Linked DNA regions of Triticum aestivum: region 1 is linked to region 2. Evidence: chromatin contacts called from public Hi-C data. All regions are on one chromosome and are shown on one strand. Each heading gives the region's core, a stretch centred on a gene start, on an enhancer-like site or on the middle of the called end of the contact. The rest is flanking DNA. Distances are from core to core; before and after follow the strand shown. Region 1 has its middle 170 kb from the start of LOC123065753. Region 2 holds the start of LOC123070964 (cytokinin dehydrogenase 5).

Evidence for each region. Hi-C and Micro-C count contacts between places; a contact is called where the count stands out from the background.
Region 1: a contact with region 2 is called in a Hi-C map of leaf, with 5 times the contacts expected there. The contact joins the enhancer-like site here to the promoter of LOC123070964 in region 2. A contact is called at or near these places in 2 of 5 Hi-C or Micro-C datasets (both in leaf) and 1 of 1 datasets of contacts at active chromatin or transcription factors (leaf).

The regions. Positions count from the first base shown.
Region 1 is chr3B:569,702,865-569,708,810 of IWGSC CS RefSeq v2.1, forward strand. No RefSeq gene overlaps it. Among protein-coding and RNA genes, the nearest start is that of LOC123065753, 170 kb to the right of the region's middle. Within about 2 kb of position 3,322, at least 3 of the 8 cell types and tissues checked have an H3K27ac peak or open chromatin away from gene starts, as enhancers often do. A contact at or near this core is called in leaf, where this site is marked.
Region 2 is chr3B:569,351,988-569,357,913 of IWGSC CS RefSeq v2.1, forward strand. It overlaps LOC123070964 (cytokinin dehydrogenase 5), which reads right to left and starts at 1,595. Exons shown (of 5, transcript XM_044494402.1): 1 at 901-1,595; 2 at 658-785. The coding sequence starts at 1,501.

The sequences.
Region 1 (5,946 bases), core at 2,072-4,571, 350 kb after region 2:
CCTAAGGTTTATCAATCTGTGGGAGGCGTAGGATGAATATGGTCTCTCTCCAACAACCCTGCAACCAAATACAAGAAATCTCTTGTATCCCCAACACACCCAATACAATGGAAAATTGTATCGGTGCACTAGGTACCCCTCATAGAGCGTGGTGAAGCCGACAAGATCCAGCATGGTGTTGGCCCCAAGATGGTGCGACTGCAGGCGGAAGAAGAGGATCGCGGGGAGGCCGAACCCGCGGGCAAAGTGGGTGTAGAACACCACGACCTCGCCCTCCTATGGCGCCGGAATCCTCTCCTCGCCGGGCATGCGCGCCGATATCGCCTCCATCGGTGGCAGCCGCTTGGGGCCACAGAGATACTTAATGTCACCGTCACTTGTCTCCGAGCCCTCCCAGGAACCCTTGGGGCATGTCATCGCTAGGGTTCTTCGAGGGCGGGGGTGAGGAGAAGAAGGAGATGGAGAAGGGTTGCGCGCGTGCTTGCGTTGCTGCGAGTGGTGCTGCGGGCGGCGGCTCAGGCAGCAGGACGGCGGCGCGGCAAGGCTTCGCCTGGGCTCGGAGGAGCAGGAGGAGAAGAAGACAAATGGGATGCAGGGGTGTGTGCGTGGGCACCCTCGCCGCGCTCTCTCTCCCTACTTTATAGCTGAGGAAGAAAGTGGGGAAGTGGGATTGACTGTGCCCACGATCTCCACTCCCCCGCGCTATGAGGGCATGTTCCCTGCGTGCATTAACTATGTCGGGGAACGCAACCCTCCAGTGCCACCGCAATAAATCCCACGTGCGTGGGCCGAGGGCGCGGTGTGGTAGGGCCCGATCCCGCTGATGCGTCCCATCATGCGTGTGCCCTGGCAGGGCCTCATCCGCCGCACGTCGCCACGTGGCGGCCCGTTGTGCCGTGGCGGGCGTGAACTGTCATACGAACCAAGACCGGGCGGCGGACGCTTTAGTTTCCCACCCAAGTCGGGGTGCCATGATCCGGCTTCCAGAAGCCAACATCCAGTGGGTGTTGCCGGAACCCGCGACCTCAAAGTCGGCGCCTGGGTGTCAGGCACCACCCGGCCGTGGTAGCATTCCTCTCCAACAAAACCGCCTCGTCAGGGGGGGGTAAGCTACGAAGGCCCCCTGCTTAGAGCCGGCGAACCTTCACAGCGTCAGGAACTACTGTCGGGGGATGCCCCCCGGGCAAGCAACAGAACTCGGTTCCCTTTTAAAACATCGGGACAAGCCAGGCCCCTCAATCCGGTTGGCCCACCTGCCGGCTCACCAGCGCGAGCCGGCCGGGTGCGGCCACCTGGCCCAGCCGGCTAGCGCGTGTCGGCTGGCCATAATAAGACAACTCGCAACAACAAGCAAGCATGGCTACAGTGCTCCTCCTTTACGTCGGCCCAGGCGGGCGTGGCTACAGCGCGCCCTGCACCCCCGCCCGAGGCGGGCGGTGTCTAGGCTGCGCAACCCTGTAGGCTGTAGCTAGGCGGTGACAGCTGCCCCCGTAATGTGGGACGAGGCATGCCACACTGCCATGCCGCCAACCGGCCCCGTGCCCTGCGGACTCGGCTAGACCCGCACCCGAGAACCTGGCGGCCCCCACCGCCGACTCCCACACGCTGACACTAGGGCCCCGCGCCCATATAACATTACTATTGTAACCCCAGGGGCTAGCCTATAAGGCCCTCCGGTGCCCCTCCATGCAAGGGGTCACCCGATCAATAGGACACACACACGCACACTCACACCCACCGGAGAGGCAAGACTGAGGCCTAGCCCTTCTTCCTCCTCCACCCAAAACAGCTCCAGGAGCAACTCTGTAACCTAGTGCATATCATCCATTCAGCATGACTAGGGGTGTTACCTCCCATAGAGGGCCCCGAACCTGGGTACATCTCGGCACACACTAGTGCGCGCCAACCTCGCCTCTGGGACCCACCGATGTCCTCACGTAGCCCCACTACGGGAAACAGCTAGTTTGCCGTCAGTAGGCATCTTTGCCGTCAGCTTTTCATCGGGCCAGACGGCAAAGAGCACATTTGCCGTCAGCTGCTGACGGCAAAGAATGACTAACGGCAAAAATGTATTTTGCCGTCTGCGTTTTTTATTGTAAACGGCAAAGAGTCTTTGCCGACTTATCTTTGCCGACTGAGTTTGCCGTCTGCTTTCTGACGGCAAAATCTTTGCCGTCTGGATTTAGGTCTTTGCCGTCTGTGATTCACAGACGGCAAATTATCTGTTTCCCGTAGTGCCCCTCATTTTTACCCATCATATGGCATCTGTCGTGAGATCACCACGACACTAAGATTAAGGGCACATACCCCGACGCTGGAAGTCAAGGATCAATTATCTGATTTAGAGTTCATGGAACAAAACTGAACTTGATAAATAGTCGTAAGATAGTAAAAAATTTACACTTGGTATGATTGTATTATGTGTTAACTCTCACAACAAACTGTTGAAGCAATGGTTATGCTGATTTCATCATGTCTTGCTCTCACAACATATTGTTGAACCTTCAAATATGACTGTAAAAAGATGTGCTACTCTGATTTACGCAATGAAAATGATTTATCCTTCGATAACTTGCCACACATATCTACTTACACAATATCTACAAGACGCTAGCTAGATTAATAATTACATCGAAATTGTTTTATACTTACTCTGTTCCAGAAAGCTTGTCTCAGATTTGTCTAGATATGGATTCACCTTTGAGCTTAATGGTCTTTTTTTTAGCGGACGATGTAAATGTGGTTTGATTTTAATAGTGTGGTTTGATTTGTCATACCTAGCCATGACGGCCTTCCACAAACTCGGTATTAGATAAATCTAAGACAAACTCTTTGGGATAGAGGCAATATTTGAGTACTTAAAATAGGTAGGGTTGTTGTTGGCCATTATAATTCCTAACTTACTCTTCAATTAGGGATTCTTTTTCTTCATCCGTGTCGTGTCGGTGAGGTTGGTTATAGTAAGTGAGGGAGCATCAGCCCGGAAGCCAGCATCAAAGACACAAGTAAAACATGGCGATCAGACAGCACAAGCAAGCCATTAATTGCCGTGTTCCCGCAAAAGAAATCGGTCACATTCCATCCCCGCAAGTGCAGAGCTACCACACGAACTAGTTATTGTGATGCTGGGTTTGGACCACCCGATCGGCCATCAGACCAGCAGCAGACGAACACATATGCATGCATGCGGTTGACAAGCTGACCCACCCAGCGGTCCGACCACGCTCGTGTGGTCCAAACCAAGATCGGGGCGTTTGCGTGGCGAGCGCGACCGGATCCCCCGGATACGCCATCCATCGGGATCCCCTGCGCGATTCGATCGGAGAATTCCTCGCTTGCTAGTGATGTGCCGACGCCCCCGCTCCCGTGCCGTGCCGAGCGGCGTAGGTAGGTATACGTCTGGCGCCGAGTTTAATGACCTCGCGTCGTTGCCGCCACCCGCCAGCTCGCGATTTTTTTAAACATGGTACAAACACGTATGCTCATATATACGTACATACATTTATCTTTATGAACACACACGCACATCTTAACTCTACGAGTACCTTGGAGAGACTAAGTCGACATATCATGGGAGATTGATGAAGTCATCACAGACGTATCGTGGCCGACGAGAATTTCTCCTCCTACTGACGCGCATCATCAAAAATCCTGAAATTAATCCAGAATAATGCGAGCATCAGAACTTAAACCCAGATGGGCTCGGATACCACAATCCTTCTAACATTCAACCATGGGTTGATTTGCAACTTGCGGCCTCTGTCATGTTGAATTCGTGGAACGGTTTCACAGAAGAGTACAACTACAACATGATTTTTTTTAGGTAGCATGAATTTTCGAAACAGCACAAAGATGCAGTACAAAATTTGGTGTGCAACGAGCGTGATAGTTAGTTATGTCCTTGCCAAGGATTTGGATTTCGAGTGCACCTTTTTTCTCGTGGGGCACCGAAATTCCCGGTTACAGCGGTAACCGCGAAATCCCGGAAAAATTTCAAACGGAATTTAAATATCAATTTTGAATTCAAAACGTTGAATGACGTATAGATTGGATCTGGACTCGTTTTTGTCAGCAATCCACCTTCTGGCGTAGTGGTTAGCTCGTATATGACCTTCTCGTGCCTTGAGGTTGCAAAATCGAATCACTCCAGTCCCATGTATTTTTAACTGCACCTTCCTTTTTATCATAAAAATAATGAAAAGAAAAAGAGAACCATGACACTCGAAGCCGAGACCACAGGGAGAATAAGTAATGTCGCGTTTACCACTACGCCACTGCTCCCTGAATGTTCTTATAAAGTTCCAAATGTAACTAACCTAACTATCAGAGTTTAAATTCGAAAAACTTCAAATATTTTCGCTTGGTACATACTTTTCTCGTGGGGTGGCGAGAAACGCGGATACCGGGCGGTATCCGAATATTCCGCCCGGTACCCAAAACCATGGTCCTTACCACTCAGTACCATACAGATAGAGTAGGAGTAGTATTTGAAACACATTCGTCGCATTTTGTAGGTGATGATGAATCCGTTCATCTGACTGCCTCGCACCGCCGCCTTGGTGGAAAAAATGTCTGCTTGAGTTGTCAAAACAATTATGGCGGTACGTACATCCATTACGTGTTTGATCACTACAACGATGACCAGGACGTCCGGGGGGGTCGCAGACAGATCGTGCGAGATCCGGCCGGACGGCGAGGTTCGGTGCCCGTGCAATGCATGTGGAACACGAAACGGTCCCTCGCGGTACGTACGTTTTCCACGGCGTAGCCAATGGGAAGCCATGCGCATTGGATTCGATCGGTTAAATGGTCATCTTCACTCTTAATTAAAATCGTCGCAGCTACTATAGCAACCTTGTGGCAGAAGCAAGACCGGCCGGCGGCCTAATGCACGCACGAGTTTCATCGGCCGTGCGCGCGGTGCCATGCATGCATGGACGATGGTCGTACGTAACAATTGCCTCAGCAAGGATGCATGGATAAAGATAAGAGACACACATGTGACATGTCACCTTACGTATGTGGATGAATATTTCCGACCTAGTATGTCATCAGGATTGCATCTCGGCCTGCAGAACAAGGGTGCACATGTGACGTCGTCGGTGCGCCGGTCGATCTCTTGCCGAAACGCTCCGGCAAGGGACGTCACGCGCGTGCGTGCGTACGTGTATGGCCAGAAACCGCACGCCCCGTGCGTTCCAACGGCGAGATCCAGGGGGTGAGACGAGCAGTTTTGGCGGGCCGGGTGCATGCATGGCGATCGCATCCGCGTCACGCTGCGTACCAAGGGTGTCGCGAGATCGGGTTCCCTGATTTCACCATGTCACGTCTGCTTTGGTCTCTTGCTCCAACTTGCACGTCACGGTCTCCACCATCGATCGCTGCTACCTTGTCCAGCCGCCTTGATTACATATACGCAAGAGGACACGTCATTTTCCGCTCCGCGTATGCTGTCGGATAGAAACTTCACCGTGCTATCCTGATCAATTTTTATTCAGGAGTGATCATGCATGCTTCATGCATGTGTGTTCATGCGCGGCTAGCAATGGATGCAAGGCTTAAACCACACAAAATGTCTAAAAAATCAAGACGTACACTATCAGTCTGAGGCTCTGAGAGATGTGTGTACGTAGTAAACCCTGCGACGATGACCCGGCCAGCCAACCAGACACACAGTCCCCTCGATCGGTGCTTGCCGGACAGTGATGGCGGCACGTCCGCTCCACGCATTAAACAGCACGCGCATGCAGCTCCATATCCCGGCTCCAGCCACATGGACAAAGTCGCCACTGTCTGATGAAAATCACTGCAGGGAGAGCATGGGGTGGCCATTTGCATGGTGACGGTTGCTGCAGTACTTTTAAGCATGCATTTTAAACCGGAAAGCTACCTGGACAAGACAAACGCTGATCCTCGTTCTCTTTTTTCTGAGAGAATCCTATGGCG
Region 2 (5,926 bases), core at 345-2,844:
ACCTGGGCGGCTGGACCACCTGATCGACCAGACGCACAGGCTAATATTTTAATTTCGACGAAGACTTTTTCCATTGGGTGGACTTTTTTTTAATTTAACGCTAATAAGTAACGGACGAAAAGACTGCTGCTAGTGCAAAAAACTGCTTGTTGACGCGGACAGCAATCGGCATACGTGTCATGAGCTGAAAGCAGTTAGCATACGTGTCGCACAGAGTGTGCTCGAGCCCCGTGAAACGGATCGGCCGGCTATAATTAGAAACACGTTCGGTTGGTCTTATCGGTATCTTATCGGTTCGCTAACGTACGTGCGGTAATTCCGTCTCCACCTAACAATGGAAATGGATGTCGCCCGCCCGCGCTGAGGGCGGCGCGCCCGCCACTTGCACGGCTGGCGTCGAGCTCCCCCGCCGGGCGGCGACATATCGCGTCCCCTCCGCCTCGTCACGCGGGGGCGAGCGAGGTCCAAAGTGGGATAAGGCGCACGAGATATTCCCTGGTCTTCGTCTTGCAGACCAGGTGGGTTAACGAATGAACGAACGGATTATTAAACAAAGAATGGCGAGGAGGAGAGTGACAGGCATAAAGAAAGAAAGAGAGAAAGGATTGATGCGTGCGTATGGGGAGGTGAGGGCGCCGGCATGGGTGCTGGTGCTACCTTGCGGGGAGCAGGCTCGAGGGCGATGCGAGCGCGCGTGATGATCCCGAGCTGCCCCAGCCCGCCCAGCGCGCCGAAGAAGAGCTCCGGGTTCTTCGCCTCCGAGCAGGTCACCGCCTCGCCCTTCCCTGCAAGCAGATCAGTGACCACGCACGCATGAGAAGAGAACGCCGGCGCGCGTGCATGCCGGACGAGGTCGGATGGGCTCGCTGATGGATGGGCTCATGTGTGTACTGTACGTACCGGTTACGACGTCGAGCTCGTAGACATTGCTGATCTGGGGCCCGTGGTGGAACGCCTGGCCGCTGATGCCGGCGTTGGAGAGGGTGCCGCCCACGGACAGGTAGAGGTAGTCCGTCCACGACCGCGGCGCCAGCCCGCCGTGCGACAGCGTCCAGTTGAGCACGTCGATCCACAGCTCGCCGCCCCACACGTCCACGTAGTGCCCGCCCAGCTCCGGCGAGTACACCGGCAATGCGCGCGACGGCGCCTTGCCCCCGCGGCTCATGTCCACGACCACGCCGCCGGGCACCTGCGCCTGCCCGCTGATGGAATGGCCGTGGCCGCGCGCCGACACGCGGATGTCGCGGGCAGACCCGTACGCCGCCCGGACCATCGCCGCGACGTCGCCCACGCCGCTGGGGTGGTACACCGCCAAGGGCTCGCCCCGGGTGAACCCGCCGAAGTCGCGCGACGCCTCCAGGACGTCGGCCGGGTCGGTGCTGAGGCGGCCGCCGCCCACGTCGCCGCCCAGCTGCAGCAGCTCCGCGGGCTCCAGCGGCAGGCCCACGGTCGAGATGAGGCAGTATATCTGGAACACCATGAAAACCAAGCACCGCGCCATTGCCACTATCTATCCTCTGTCTATCTCTCTATCGATTCTTTGGTCTCCTTACGATCGAGTAGCTGATATGTACTTGCAGGGGAGGATGCGGAAGGGACGAGAGGAGGTGTGAGGCGTTGTGGTGTGAGCAGGCGGTATTTATAGTGGGAGCCGGGGAGGAGGGAGAGGTGGTGGTGGAATTTGGGCGGGACAAAAGTGAGAAATGGAGGAGACCGAGGAGGATAGGAGAGAGACTCCAACATGTCTGCCGCGGGAACCGAGCACGACCGCTGGGGCCGCCCAAGAATAAACAAATCCGGAGGCGCGTCACGACTCATGCACTCGCCGTCGCGGGCCGGCGGCCTCTTAATTTCCCTGTCAGACTTAGTGGATCGCGTGGCCGCCCAAAGATCGGCCGGATTTCACTTCAGCCAGTACGCATATGCAGCATAGACTCAAGTCTCGTGGTACTACTACTACCCAACTAAATGAATGTGGAGATCGAACAGGTAAGGATGCGTTTGGTTGAAGGTGTCATATGAATGGGTTGGGACCGTCCAAATTATTTGGGATTGAACCATTCAATTCATGCGTTTGGCTGAATATAAGAGATGAGCTAATTATTTAGGACGGGACCACCAGTCATGCTCACATAGTCATGCATGCAAAGCGTGGCCATTTGATTCGACCGATTTGATTGGGTGGAACGGTTCAACATCTTCAAGGCATATTCTCTTTTTTTGACTTGAACCATTCATGTGCTTTATAACCAAACATGTCTATTTTTTGAACGATCCCAACCCATTCATGACCACCCTTGTAACCAAACGCACCCTAAGCCATCCACCCTCCCTGCTCTGCGCTTTGTCGATCCAAATTCTACTAGGAGGAAAAGTGACCCATATTTCATCCTGCGTCCCATGTGCGGCGAGCTTTGGAGCGGAATTCTTAAAGCTAGCAGTGCATAGCTGGAAGAAGAAGAGCCAATCTGTAGAAGCTTTGAGGGGGAGATGGAGGATCAACGCCGAGCCAAAAGAAAGACGATCCCCTTCCGTATCTTGACCGGCTTTTGAGGGTGCACTCTCAATCCCAGCGCCGCTCGAGTATGCATGCAGATGGTGAGAATCTACACTGCAGCAGCACCATTCCAAATTTCCAATCAACACTGCTACGACACCCCGCCTAAAGTACACCACACCACACGAGCTTTCTGATCCGGCATTTACCAAAGTACGTGCTGCACAAATCTTCAGATATTAAAATGCGTCTGAAAAGCGCACCGCTAGTACTGTAGCGAACAGATGTCCTCGAGATACCGGTGCCGGTGCTGGCTGTAGTAAAATCAAAGGCGTGTATGCTCACCCACGGGTACGGTGTACTGTTCTTCCACGCTGGTTCACCTTTGGCTCGGCCGCGTAGGCTGCCTAGCCAGCCAGCTAGGCAAGTGCCCTACGGCCAAAGAAAATAAGAATGGTTAAAGCGTCGACGCGCGCTCCCACGTGACTGATTGCGCAGGGTCGCATCAAGATACGCTGATTTCCTTTTGCTTTCTGCTCGTATCGCATCGGCCACGAAATTCAGCAGCCATGGGTTTCCACAGCGCGAGGACGTGGTTTTGGTTGCTTTGGGTTTGGGACGATGTGCATGTGAGGGCGCAAAACGCCGTGGCACTCTAGTCCCTGCCTCCTATTCCAACTAGCTCGTGCAATGTCGACGATCCACGAAAACGATGGTAAAGCGCTGGATGAGGCGAGGACTCTTTGTTCACAGGATAGAAATAGGAATGAAAAAACTTAGAAAATAAGATGACATGTACTTCAATTTCCATAGAAAAAGAGTGTCATTTGATTCGTAGGATGAGATAGGTTTCTTCTCGTTAGGTCTGAGCTAATGTTTGTCTTTCCTTCAAAATGTGAAGGCACGAACCAATCCTACATAGAAATAGAAATTCATTCTTACAAACCAAATGTCGCAAAGTGTCAAAAAAAGGCTCAAAGGTGTCAAAAAAGGCTCAAAAGAAAATCATCCTGTAGGATATTACTCCAAAAAATTATCTAATAGATTCCTAAAAATTATTGTAAACCAAATGAGGCCTGAATGCATGGGTTGCCATTGCTGGTAAATGCCTCTTTGTTTAGCTAGTATATGATTGCAATGTCATGCTCAATTGGATCCTACATTATTTTCACATTTTGTTTTGTTTGGTTGCATCATTAGAAAAACAAAGAATTCCCAAAGGTTTGAGGGGATGCTAAAATTCCTTATGGAATGTAGTGCAAAAGAATTCTTAGAAAAAGGTTCTAGAGGAATCGAACAATCAACATATGAAAAATCCCTAAAGAATCTAATCCTCTGAAATACCTATGAAAGTCCTCTGAATCAGAGGAGCCCTATGTGGAACTAAGGCCGTCTCCAACGGCGACCCGCAAATTTCCTATCGCACCCATCCGCGGACAGGGGGGCCAGTTCAGACACGGATGCGAGAGTCTGCCATCCAATGCTAGCCGCATACATTGCAAACTTTTTTCAACAAACCAGATGAAATTTATGCAAATTCGGCCGGATTTCATACAAATTGGACAAAAAACGGTTACATTTTGGACACATTTTCAACTAAAAACGAAACCGGACTAGTCTACAACCAGTGTGGCCGGGTCTCCAACATCGTCCCCATGACGACAACGATGAGCTCTAGAGGTATATGCTTCAGTGCAAAGAACGACTCGCTTCCCCACCGCTCATCGGAGTGGAATCGCCGCCTGATGCATCGGTCGGAGGGGAAGGGTCCCTGCACTGCATGGATCAAGGTTGGTTTTTGGGTAAGGGGACGACGGTGGCCCGCGAGAGGGCCAGACACCGGCTGTGTACGGTGCCTCCATGGTGGCTTTCATGGGACCCAAGTGACGGCGAAAGATTGGAGAAAATGTTGGAACGAGGAGATGGGGAGCGGCGGGGTGGTGTGATTGTTGCCCTGTGTCTGGCCTGGTTTATATAGAGGGCGGACGGGAGGAGCCTGCTCCGCGTTGCTTTAATGCGGACCCGCTTGTGAAATGACGCATGGCTGGAGTAGGTTTCTTGGCTTCCACACGGGGTTAATGGAGGCGTTTGAATGCGTCAAGGAGGCGTGTTCAGCCGGGCGTGCAGCAAGTGGCGCCCTTGGCCTACAAGCCGCTTCAATGACGAAGGCAGTGAGAGGTCACTTCCGCCCTGAGCCGTCATCAATGTTGAGCGGCGCGCTCTGCTGCAGCATGAATGCGGGCAGCTGACGCACGAGCGAGGGAGGAGGGGTTTGGGTGGGCCAGGGAGGTCAGAAGCGGGTGCGACAGCGGTCCGGACTCCCGCAAACCTTCCCATGTATGTCTTCGGTTTGCGGAAAAATTCGCGTTTGGACCATGATGTCTACTACACAACTTATTCTTGTAGATTCTTGTTGGGCCTCCAAGCACAGAGTTTTATAGGACATCAACTTTCTCTCAAGTGGATGACCTAAGTTTTATCAATCTGTGGGAAGCGTAGGATGAACATGGTCTCTCTCAAACAACCCTGCAACCAAATACAAGAAATCTCTTCTGTCCCCAACACGCCAAATACAATGGAAAATTGTATGGGTGCACTAGTTCGACGAAGAGAGGGTGATAAAAGTGTAATATGGATGGTAGAAATATATTTTTATAATTTGAACAAATAAAAATAGCAAGGTAGCAAGTGACAAAAGTGAGCACAAACGGTATTGCAATGCTTGAAAACAAGGCCTAGGGTCCGTACTTTTGCCAGTGCAACCTCTTAACAATGCTAATATAATTAGATCACATAACCATCCCTCAACGTGCGATGAAGAATCACTCAAAGGTTCTTATCTAACGAAGAGCATAAGAAGAAATGTTTTGTAGCTATTCTTTCCAATCGATCTATCCAAGAGTTTGTACTAAAATAACACCAAATTATTCTTTCCAATCGATCTATCAAGAGTTCTGAGACCCACGTGGGACCCACAAGGTAGGGGGCACGCCCAGGGGGTAGGGCAAGTCCTCCACCCTTGTGGTCCACTGGTGCAGCCCCCTGGTGGAATCTCAGTGCCAGAAATTCTAAAACATTCTATAAAAATCATACTAAATTTTCAGGGCATTTGGAGAACTTTTATTTTTGGGGCATTATTTTATTGCAGGGATAATTCAGAAAACAGACATATAATACTATTTTTGCTTTATTTAATCTAAATAACAGAAAGTAAAAGGTGGGTACAGGAAGTTTTGATTTCTATATTCATCCATCTCATGCTCATCAAAAGGAATCCGTTAACAAGGTTGATCAAGTCTTATTAACAAACTTCTTTTGAATAACATGAAACCGGAGAATTTTTGAATAACACTAGGTTACCTTAATAGGGATATGCATGTTCCCAACAATAAGAATAGCATATTTCTTTTTGACAGTGGAGAGAGGGAA